Linked DNA regions of Sus scrofa: region 1 is linked to region 2. Evidence: chromatin contacts called from public HiChIP or PLAC-seq data. All regions are on one chromosome and are shown on one strand. The core of a region is the stretch at or near the end of the contact, and the rest is flanking DNA. Distances in the headings are between cores, read along the strand shown. Region 1 holds the start of FURIN (furin). Region 2 has its middle 37 kb from the start of FURIN.

Region 1 (5,853 bases), core at 2,536-5,035, 37 kb before region 2:
CTTCTCCCCCTACTTCCTCACTCGTAAGCCACGAGTTTGGGCACGACCGGGTTAAGTGCCCTGGGATGACGCACCTGGGGTACCCCACCTGAGGTCAGACTTCACCGCAGCTGAGTAAACCTTCTCCTGTGGCCTACGGTTAGAGGACTCGGGATTTTATTTGCGTTTATATAGACAGGTGGCTAAGCCAAAGAAGTAGCCCATCCCCTTTTAATGTTTAAAAACTTTTTTTTTTTTTTTTTTAACTAATCGCCTGCCAGGCACCAGGGCAGTCACTTTGTAGCATCTCCTTCTTATGTACATTATTTAATCGACGTAATCCTTTCAGACTGACTTTATTAACCCCGTTTTGCAGATAAGAAAACTGAGGTGCCCCAAGTTTAAATAATTTGCCCAGTGTCCCACAGCTAGCAGGCCTCAGAGCCTGGAAGAGATGTAGGGCTTTGGCAGAGCCTGAATCTGAGCTACTTGCAATAAACCAGCCGGCCTCTCTCCCTCCCTGGGTCCCTGCCCTAGAAAACGTCTGTGCGACTTGGCGGAGGCCACTACTGCTTGAGCTGAGAAAGAAAAGGGGAAATGGGGCCAAGGGCTCCCCAGGCTGGGTTGTTCCAAGGTCAAAGAGCAGTCTCTGTCCATCCCTTCATGCTCCCTTTGAGATAACCTGGCAGCACAGTATTATCCTGTGGCCTCCTCAACACTGGTTTGGGGATAGTGACAAAAAAAACTACAAAAAAACAACATCAGAGTGTGTCCTCTGAGCCAGGAGCAGTTCTCAACTCTTTGCGTGTGTTAGCTTATTTCGTCCTTACCCCAAACCCTGTAAAGTGGATACAGTATTCCTTTAGGCACCTTTCATGTGTCCCTATTTACATTTTACAGAGGAGGAAACAGACCCAGAGAAGTTCCTGACGTAACTCACTAGGTGACAAGTCAACCAGCCACCAGTTCAAATCCCCAAGGCAGTGTTTTATACCATGCCACCTTAGACAAGTTACTGAATTCTCAGAGCCTCAACTTACCCTTCTGTAAAATGGAGATAATATCCAACCGATGGGACAAGGTACTATTTGGGCACCTGTCCAAATAGTGCAAAAACCGGAAACAGGGAAGAATATGGGGTGCTGGAGTTCCTGTTGTGGCTCAGCGGAAACGAATCTGACTAGCATCCATGAAGACGCCTGGCCTCCCTCAGTGGATGAAGGATCTGACGTTGTCATGAACCGTGGTGTAGGTCACAGACAAGGCTTGGATCTGGCATTGCTGGGGCCATGGTGTAGGCAGGCGGCTGCAGCTCCGATTCAACGCCTAGCCTGGGGACCTCCATATGCTGCGGGTGCGGCCCTAAAAAGACAAAAAAAAAAGAATATGGGTGCTGAAAGTTGGTTAGGGAGGTACGTCCGGTTGGCCCCTTCTCAGAATGGGAACTGCCTCCCACAAGGAGCAGACTCCTAGGGGCCAGCCTGGGGTAGCCCCATCCAGCAGCACCAGCCACAGTGGGAGAACAATAGTTCTACAGTCAGACTGAGGGAGGAAGTGAGTCACGGTTCTTCCTCAGTCTCTGTGCAAGAGAACACTATTGATGGGAAATTGGGATAGGGCTGGCCCCACCTAGCCTCAGAGTCCCCCCAATGCCCGTCCCACTTGTCGTCTGGCCTACAAGAAAGGTCAGTCCATACCTGCAACTTAGGTTGCCCCTGTGGCTCAGATGTGATCCCTGGCCTGGGACCTCCGTATGCTGTGGGGCAGCCAAAAAAAAAAAAAAAAATTAAAAAGATAAAATAAAATAAAATTTAAAAAGAAAGAAAAATCAACCCAGAAAGCAAGCAATCCTGTCTGCCTCTGGGTGCCCCGCCCATCCTGGCGACTGGCCCCAGGGGAGCCACAGCGGGTCTCAGGAAGAGGAGGGACCAGCCCTGTCTCAGAGGGCTGAGACCGCAGCCACCCTCAGAGGAGCTGGAACTTCCTAGTTTCTCCCGCCAATCCTGGCTTTGGCACAAGGAGAATTCTCTAAACTGTGTTGCTCAGAGGTGCATCACGAGGGGAGGAGCAAAGAGAGAGGAGAGGTCTGAGCGAGTGGGCGCCCGTCCTTGCCTGCCCTGAGTGGCTCCACCTCAGCCCCGCTCCCAGTTCAGGCTTCCACATACACTTGTAGTTTACAACACTTCTGTCCTTAAAAAGAATGTAGAAGCCACTCTTTTTTTTTTTTTTTTTTTTGACTGTGCCCGGAGCCAGGGAGCAAACCTGAGCCACAGCAATGACTTGCTAGATCCTTTACCCACTATGCCACAAGGGAACTCCCCTGGAAGCCGCTCTTCTTGAGAATGGGCGTCTGGAGGAAATCCTAGCTTGCCACAGCTGGTAACTGCTCCTTTTATCTCCTGGAACAAGTCCTGTTGGCAGGTTTTGTTCTCTTTATCGCTCCCGACCATTTATCTGAGGCCTTAAGGCCAGAGGGAGCTAAACTGAGCCTTTGACTTGGGGCTCCAGGAGTCCAGAAACCTCTGGATCACAGTTATCAGTTTTACACAGCAGTTAATGGGCAGTGCGGCGCCACGTGACAGAAGCCTGGCAACAGAGTTGGGGATGCCCTATGGCTTGGAGCAGGGCCTGATGGGAAGGGCCTGAGGGAGGAAGGGGCTGGGAAGAGGTTCCCACCTTCCTGGCAGGGGTCCAGAGGAGGGGGAAGGGTCTAGCCAGCGAGGCCTCCGTTTATGTTTGGATTTGGGTTAATCTGGGAGTCTCCCAAGAGCATCGGTTGTCCCGTGGTAAAATCCACTCGGTCACCCTCACCCCAGGTGCCCCCATTGCTCCTTGGCGTGCTCTGTGGGTCCCCTTCTCTCAAAATCTCTTCCTTGCTCTCAGGCCCCTCAAACAAAGCCTTGGCAGCGTCACCCACACCTGGTTTTAATCAAAATGTCTACACCACATCCATCCCTACATAGAAGGGCAGACAACCACATTTAACTGGTGTTTTCTCTAAAAGGGTAGGATTTGAGAGCTTTTTTGTTGTCTTCTTTTTGCTTACCTGAGTTCTCAGGAATTTCGGCAACTTAGAAGAAGCAAACTAAACTTTTAAGTCATGCACAACTGAATAAAGCACGCCCATACTTCACCATCTAGCTCCAGAACACCTGAGGTCCATGGTGAATGCTGTTGGGGCAACAGTCAGGCTCCTCCTATCCCATCACAGGACAAGGTCCTTCCAGTTCTGGCTAAACCACTTTGAGAAAAACCTCCTTTATAGGACAGAGTGTCTGTGGGTGGGGGGAGGAGCTAGAAGGGATGCGGTGGGAACGGGGATCCCAGCATGGCCAGCCCTTCTCCTTTTCCCAATTAGTGGGCTGGGTCTGCACTTACCTGCTCGCTCTGCTGAAGCCCCAAGTCAATGGTCGGTTCAGTGGTTCCCTTTCGCCGGCTCGGTGTCAGTGCCCAGCCTGTACTACCCACACCTGGGTACCTAATGGGCACTTTGGGTGTAGTCTACTCATGCAGACATTCATTGAGCACCTGCTGAATGCTGGGCCCTGGGGCCTCAAGCTGAGTTTCTTAGAGCTTGTCCTCAGGAAGGCAGTGAGCCCCCTCTGGGAGGGTTGGAAGGTGATCCCCGAGACATGCCAGGAGCTTCCTGAAGCTACGTCCTCCCTCCTGGCCTGGCAGATCCAATGAGCTGAGCTCTGCCCTTCCTTCTCCCTCCTGATGTAGAAAAGTAAAAGTCTGTTAACACGACTGGCTGTTGAATTTTACAATCAATTTGGTTATCCGGAGCAGCGTTTCTCAACCTCCGCACTGTTACCATCTCGGGCCAGATTATTCCTTTTCGTGGAAACTGTCCCGTGCGTGGGAGGAGGTTTAGCAACATCCCTGGTCCCTAAACACTGGGGACCAATAGAACCCCCGCCCTGGTTATGACAACCAAACATGTCCCCAGGCATTGCCACACGCCGGGGCAGGGGGGTAGGCGGGGAGTGGCATAAGAAGAGGAAGTCGGTGTGCCAGGGTTCAAGGCAACAGGCATGGTCTGCTGGGAACTGTGCGCTGAACAGCCGACAGCAAGGGCGAAAACTTCCAAAGCCCAAACCACCTGGCATAGCAGCACAACAATGGGGCCATTTAGTGTTCAGGGCAAACAAGCTTCTGTATTTCCAACGACCTCTGAGGACTGAGGACGTGGCGCTCAGGAAAATTAATGATAATGCTGAATTGAAAAAAGGAACAATCGGAGTTCCCGTCGTGGCTCAGTGGTTAACGAATCCGACTAGGAACCATGAGGTTGCAGGTTTAGTCCCTGGCTATGCTCAGTGGGTTAAGGATCTGGCGTTGCCGTGAGCTGTGGTGTAGGTTGCAGACGTGGCTCGGATCACATGTTGTTGTGGTTCTGGCGTAGGCTGGCAGCTACAGCTCCGATTAGACCCCTAGCCTAGGAACCTCCATATGCCGCAGGAGCGGCCCAAGAAATGGCAAAAAGACAAAAAAAAAAAAGAAAAAGAAAAAAGGAACAATCACGTTGATCACACTCTGTTTACTGAGGTGGGGAAGTGGATGAGACAGCTTTGCATTAAATATGTATTTAGAAAGCAGATCAGTGGTTCAGAGGTTGCCCGGGAAGGAAGGGCAGGGAAGGGGGGAGACTATGAGGAGTGATGGATGTGTTCATTAGCCCGACGGGGTGATGATTCCATGGGTACACACCAACATCAAAACAGATCAAGTCATACCCTTCAAATACATGCAGTTTAGAGTGTGTCAAGTATACATCAATAAAGTGGCTTTTAATTCTTTTTGTGTGTGTGGGTATGTCTTTTTAGGGCCGGACCCGAATCATATGGAGGGTCCCAGGCTAGGGGTCCAATCAGAGCTGCAGCTGCTGGCCTACACCATAGCCACAGTCACACCAGATCTGAGCCACCACGTCTGCCCCCTACACCACATCTCACAGCAACGCGGGATCCTTAACCCGCTGAGCAAGGCCAGGGATCAAACCTTTATCCTTATGGAAACTAGCCAGGTTCATGACCACTGAGCCACGACAGGAACTCCTAAAGCTGTTTGTAAAATGCATTTCATTGTTTAAAGGTTTTTTTTTTTTGTCTTTTTGCCTTTTCTAGGGCCGCTCCCGCAGCATATGGAGGTTTCCAGGCTAGGGGTCTAATCAGAGCTGTAGCCACTGGCCTATGCCACAGCCACAGCAACTCAGGATCCGAGCCGTGTCTGCAACCTACACCACAGCTCACGGCAATGCTGGATCCTTAACCCACTGAACAAGGTCAGGGATTGAACCCTCAACCTCATAGTTCCTAGTCGGATTTGTTAACCACTGAGCCACGATGGGAATTCCTGTTTAAAGGTTTAATGCTTGAAAGGCATGATTTTGAAAATTTACTCACGTGAAGTAGCCATTTCTTGACCATGCCAGATAAATGAGGTTGGTGGGTATGTATGTGTGTGTGATTGTAGTACAGAAAAAGAAAAGGAAAAAAAGGCACAAATGAACCTTTCCACAGAAAAGAACATCACGGACTTGGAGAATAGACTTGTGGTTGCCTAGGGGAAGGGGGAGGGAGTGGGATGGATTGGGGAGCTTGGGGTTAATAGATGCAGACTATTGCCTTTGGAATGGATGAGCAATGAGATCCTGCTGTGTAGCCCTGGGAAGTATGTCTAGTCACTTATGATGGAGCAGGATAATGTGAGAAAAAAGAATGTGTACATGTATGTGTAACTGGGTCACCATGCTGGACAGTAGGAAAAAAAATTGTATTGGGGAAATAACTAAAAAAAAAAAAAAAAGAAAATGAAAAACAAAAAACAAAAAACAAAAACGACTGTGAGCCTCAAGGCTAACCTAAGGAAGGA
Region 2 (5,817 bases), core at 1,545-4,044:
TCTCCCAGAAATCTTTGCAGATATACAAAAATAGTACATGCACTTGAAGGGTTTATATACCCTCCAATATCCATCTCTGAATCTTCCAGGGGTTCCTAGAGTTTGCATCGATAACTTCTATGTTAGGACGTGCTGCTTGCCAATCTCCAGAACCCAGAATCTGGATGATTATGATGATTGGCTAGCTGGATATGTCTGTGCTTGAAGGAGGCTTTTTTTTGGGGGGGGCAGGCCCTCGGCATGCCAAAGTTTTTGGGCCAGGGATTGAACCTGCACCACAGCGGTGACAAGACCCGATCCTTAACCTGCTGAGCCTCTAGGGAACTCCGAGGCTTCTTTTTTTGAGAGAGCAATTTCATAAAAGAATCGAATTGAGAATGGCTGAGCCTACTTAGGGAACATGGCTTCCAGTTGATTCACCTGTCAACTTTATTTTTTTTTCTTTTTAGGGCTGCACCCTTTTTAGGGGTCGAATTCAGCCTACACCACAGCCGCAGCAACTTGGGATCCGAGCTTCGTCTGCAACCTACACCACAGCTCATGGCAACGCCAGATCCACTGAGCAAGTCCAGGGCTCAAACACGTCCTCATGGATACTAGTCGGATTCGTTAACCACTGAGCCACAATGGGAACTCCCCACTTGTCAACCTCTGTACAGGTATACACAACAGACAACCAGTACAGAGAGTGGGTCTATGCTACAATAACAATAGCTCATGTTCAGTGAGCGCTGGGCACTGGGCTACATGCTGATCATCGATTATTTCATTAAACCTCCAAACAGTCTATCTCATAGGATTCTGCTATTATGATCACTGAGGCCCAGAGAAGTTAAGTAACTTACTCAAGGTCACACAATAAACTGACCCCACTGGCCTTTGACCTCAAGCACTCTGACTCCAGAACAACTTGATGGTCTTCCTGCCTATGAACTGGTGACACACAGCCGAGGGGTGGGGTGGGCGGGGGTGGGGGCAGTGTGGGTGCTGGCCCCATCCTGTTCTGAGGCTTGACTTTGGATGCTGTAGGGTTGAGGCAGAGAGCAGGCCCTTAAGTGGATGGCAAAATGATGGTTTTCTGGAGAGCCTCACGCTGGCACCCCAAAACCCCTATCTCTGTCACTCCTTGACAGAGTGTATCATGAAGTGGCATTTGTCTGGCTTGGCACAGAGACAGAACTCTGCCCTCAGGAAAATTTGGCTGGTAACATGACCCCATTTGATCCCACAGGATGGCAAGGCCTGGGAAATGTCAGCTTAAGCTCATCCATCACTTTTTTTTTTTTTTTTTTTTTTGCTTTTTAGGGCCGCGCTCATAGCATACGGAGGTGCCCCAGGCTAGGGGTCGAATCAGAGCTGCAGCTGTAGGCCCACACCACAGCCACAGCAGAGGCCAGGGATCAAACCCGCAACCTCATGGATACTAGTCAGATTTGTTTCCACTGCGCCACAACAGGAATTCCTCTACCGCTTTTAAGTTCTGCTTTACCTCCGGTGCTCTCTGTAAAATGCCTGTGGGAAATGGCGCTCCTGCTTCTGCTTCCTTCTTGCTGGATCTCTTAAGAGGGATGCCAGGAGTTCCCTGGTGGCCCAGCAGGTTAAGGATCCAGTATTGCCACAGCTATAACTCTGGTTACAGGTGTGGCACAGGTTGGACCCCTGGCCCTGGGGAAATTTCAAATGCCGTGGGGGTGGCCGGAAAAAAAAAAAAGAAAAAGATGTACTGCTGAGGTCTGTGTTCACCCTGAGGGCTCACCCCTACTGCCCTGGCCTCTGTTCGGGGCCAGTGGTTCTCAAAATGAAGGCCCTGGGTGGCTGGCAGCCTCGGCTACACCAGGGAGCTTGATAGAAATGCAGACCCGTAGGCCCCAGCCCAGATCTTCTGAATCAAACTGTGTTTTAACCAGCTTCCAGGGATGCTGAGGTTTTGGGAACCACTGCCCTCAGCTTCTGCCTCTCCCCTGAGCAGGCGGCAAGGACAGGAGCTTGGCTTCCCACCCTGCCCTGCATCCCGGTCCTTCCCAGAGACTTCCCCACACGTGAGTGGACTCCAGAAACAGGCAAGAAAGGGGGAGTTGGCAACAGACGCCGGTGGTTGTACTAATCTTAGCACATGGTAAATGGTGCATCTCCAAATCACTAAATGGGGAAATCAGCTAGCTTTCTGAGAACAAGACACGAATAACCAAAACCAGCAACGCACAAAAGAAGTTGTAAGTGAAGTTGTAAGGAAGGCACCTTCTAGAAGCCAAGAAGGGGGAAACCCCAGTGACCCTATGCCACCGAGCTCCACAGGCCTGGGGGTGCCAGCTGGGCAGTGAGCACCCAAGAGGTAGGAGGCTCCAGGCCTTGCTCCCACCCTCCCATCTTATCCCCCCGTGGGGGTGGGCAGTCTAGGCAGATGCCTTCACAGGGGGCCTTTACCCGTTCATCCAACAAATGTTATTAGGCACCGGCTATGTGCTAGATCCTTCCAGCTAGAACCCTGATCCGGGGTGGCAGTGCAGACACCAGCTGAGGACTGTGGAGGAGAGGCAGGAGGTGCAGGGTGGCAGTTCGTGCAGGCCACCTTGGGCCTGCTTCCTCTGTGTGACACTCTCTCCTTGAGTCAGAGTTCCTGCACGGCTCCCCATTGTCACCTAGGCAGGTGACCCAGCCCAGGGTGCTTGTCCTCTCAGAGTGAGGAAGATGGTCAGGTGGGGGCAGGGTGGCCCCACTGGGGAGGCCCAGACCCTGGGATCCCAGCCTAGAGGCCACGTGGCCACCCAGCTTCCTGGGCTGTGCTGTGCTTAAGTGAAACTCCATTGCCTCCTGCTGGCTTTGCTTGGTCTTGGCCCTGGGCTTTGCCCGGGGAGGGGTGCTCTCTCTGGTCCCACAGCTTATTCCTAGTCTGCTGGAGGCTCCAACCCCACAGCCCTTCTGAACCCCAAGATGGCTGAGTGGCTGTCCCTTGCTTTATTCTGATTATAAAAAGGATAAGAGATTTTTTGTACAAGGTCAAGCAGTTCAGAAAAGCACAAACCATCTCAATCCCACCACTTAATATTTTGGTGAGCAACCTCTCTTTCTCTCCACCCCCCTTTCCCTCTAAACACACACACAGGTAAAGTGACAAATAAGATCTTTACATAAAATCTTTGGAGTTCCCGTTGTGGCACAGTGGAAACGAATCCGACTAGGAACCATGAAGTTGTGGGTTCGATCCCTGGCCTTGCTTAGTGGGTTAAGGATCTGGCATTGCCGTGAGCTGTGGTGTAGGTTGCAGGTGCAGCTTGGATCTGGCGTTGCTGTGGCTGGGGTGTAGGCCAGCAGCTGTAGCTCTGATTTGATCCCCTAGCCTGGGAACCTCACTTTGCCTCAGGTACAGACCTAAAGAGCAAAAAAAAAACAAAACAAAACAAAACAAAAAAAAAACCCACAAAAAACCTTTTTTTTTTTTTTTAAAAAAATATTGTTCTGTAGCTTGCTTAAAAAGAAAAAGAGCAGCCATTTACTGCTGAGCACGCTGCACCTCATGGCATGGCTCTCCCTGCAGCCCATGAGGGACCCGTTGTCCCAGGCTGGGCAGCCCAGTGGCAGGGATTTATAGCAAAACAGAAGGACTCTGCTGGGTTCCTCAAAAACATGCTATGGATGACTTTCTAGGTCAATAAGCAGAGCGTTCATCACATGCTCTTAAATATGAAAAATAAATTAGCACAGAGTTGGCTTTTTTTATGTGTGTGTAGGGGGGTGGTATAGCCTTTGAGGAATTACTTGTAAGCAGCATGGCCAGGTCAGAGCACTGTCAGGTTCACACACATGCAGCCCCCCATACATTGCAGGAAAGCCTGGGCCCCTCAGGCCCACCTGGGGCCTGGACTGGGGCCACAAACTGACCCCTCAGGCCACAGAGCATCCTCCTGACTGGAAAGGGTAGGACCTGTTTTGGTATCACTGATGTGTCAAGGGTTTCCCTCTAGGACGTCTTCAGGGCACGTTGGCAGCCCCGGCCCTGCCGCATGTCCTCCCTTTGGCAGTGGCCTCTGTCTACTCCTGCCACCTGCTACCCTGAGAGCTGCTACTTCTCTTGCTGGATGAGCAAGAGCCTCCTGCCTGCTGGCGTCCAGCCTCACCTGCTGCCACCCCTTTCTGATCCTGTGGTCAGAGCAGTTTTCCTAACACTCAATTTGGATCGTGTTTCTCTCCTGCTTCAGAGCTTTCCCTGGCGACAGGTCCCCGATCCTCAGCTAGGACCATCTCCACTGGCTTTCCCGCCTCCTGCAGCCCGTCCTTAACTCCCAGGCCAGGCTCTATCACCTCTCCAGCCCTTACCTCTGCTTCGCCTGGGTCTGTCTCCTCCTCTTGTTCTGAGTTCCTACTCATTCCCCGAGGCTCCATGTTCACTTCTGAGCCCCCCAGGCAGGGAAGTGAACATGGGGAGGGGGGTCCCGCAGCACCCTGATTCCCTGATGCCACTTCTTGTCTCCTTTTCCTGGGGTGACCATTTGCGGTTACTGTGACCTCGCTGAGGGCCAGGGCCATGCCTGAGTCTCTGTGTTTGCACCAGCAAAGGTTTACGGGACATCTGATCAGAAGGTGCCCACGACTGCCTCTAGAGGCAGGGCCAGCTGCTGCTTATCATGCGGATGAGAAATTGAGGCTCAGAAAGGCTCACAAAGGTCACCCAGCGAATGTGAGGGGAGCTGGGCCGCTGGGTAGGGCGTAGGGCTCGCAGGTGACAAGTGGATGGTGGTCTCCATCGCGGTGTGCGCGTGCAGCCCACAGGCTTGAGGGAGGGGACGGCCTGCTCTCCAGCACTACTTGTCAAACCACAGCCACCGCAGCCGTTCAGGCTTCCGTCTTGAGGTTAACAGAGTTCCCTGCACCCCCAGGTTGGGAGAGGCTCCAGGGCCCTTGCTGAGGAGGAGGCCTGGGGGCACTGCATGTGATCAGGACTCTTCTGACCGCGTGTCTCATATCTCAGACATGCCTTCTTTCAGGCTGGGGTTTCCTGAGAGCAGTCAAGGCTGCAGGGTCTGGCTGCCCAGTCGCCCCTCCCCATGGCAGTGCACCAGCTTCTGCCCCGGGACGGGAGGCGAGGACCTGAGCCTTCTGCTCTGCCCCAGAGGCCTGCTTGGTGAGCTCTGGCACCCTGAGTGGGCTGAGGGGTCATCCCAGCCACCGGTGGTCACCAGTGGTCATGGGACCCTCCATGGGATGGTGGAGCCATGCAGTTGAGCTGTGATGACACCCAAGCCTCATCCTCCACACATAGGGGCAGTGGAGACACAGCCTCAAGCCTTCCTTCCTGCTTGGGAGCTGCCTCCCTCCCCAGGGTTCTGTGGACTCAAGTTCAGTCTTCTGTCTACTCTCTTGTCCTATCCTCAGCCCAGTAACCAGAACAGGGGCCCAGCAGCCCCCTCCAGCCTCGGTGGGATTTTATTCCCTCCCTCCTTTCTCTCTGGCCAACAGGGAAGCTGTTCTAGAGGCGGGAAGAACAGAAGACTGAATACTTTTTGCAAAGCAGGAGCTTTCTAAAGGCCAGGGTGGGAGTTCCAGTTGTGGTGCAGAAGTGAATCTGAGTAGTATCTGTGAGGATGCGGGTTTGATCTCTGGCCTGGAGCAGTGAGTAAAGGACTTAGCGTCGCCGTGAGCTGTGGTGTATGTTGCAGATGTGGCTCGTGTAGGCAGGCAGCTGCAGGTCCTATTTGACCCCTAGCCCTGGAACTTCCAAATGCCAAGGTTGTGGTCCTAAAAAGCCAAAAAAAAAAAAAAAAAAAAAGGGCTAGGGTGCTTGGTGGTGCCCTGCACATCTGCAGAAACTGAGCTTTTGAT

The links. HiChIP or PLAC-seq counts read pairs in DNA pulled down with a chosen protein or histone mark.
Region 1: a contact with region 2 is called in an H3K27ac HiChIP or PLAC-seq map of alveolar macrophages. The contact joins the promoter of FURIN here to the enhancer-like site in region 2. A contact is called at or near these places in 2 of 5 promoter capture datasets (fetal skeletal muscle and liver), 6 of 47 Hi-C or Micro-C datasets (alveolar macrophages, embryonic fibroblasts, epiblast stem cells and 3 more) and 1 of 2 datasets of contacts at active chromatin or transcription factors (alveolar macrophages).

Annotation. Positions count from the first base shown.
Region 1 is chr7:53,453,566-53,459,418 of Sscrofa11.1, reverse strand. It overlaps FURIN (furin), which reads right to left and starts at 3,785. Exons shown (of 15, transcript XM_021098916.1): 1 at 3,358-3,785.
Region 2 is chr7:53,415,963-53,421,779 of Sscrofa11.1, reverse strand. No RefSeq gene overlaps it. Among named protein-coding and RNA genes, the nearest start is that of FURIN, 37 kb to the left of the region's middle. Within about 2 kb of position 2,794, at least 19 of the 83 cell types and tissues checked have an H3K27ac peak or open chromatin away from gene starts, as enhancers often do. A contact at or near this core is called in alveolar macrophages, where this site is marked.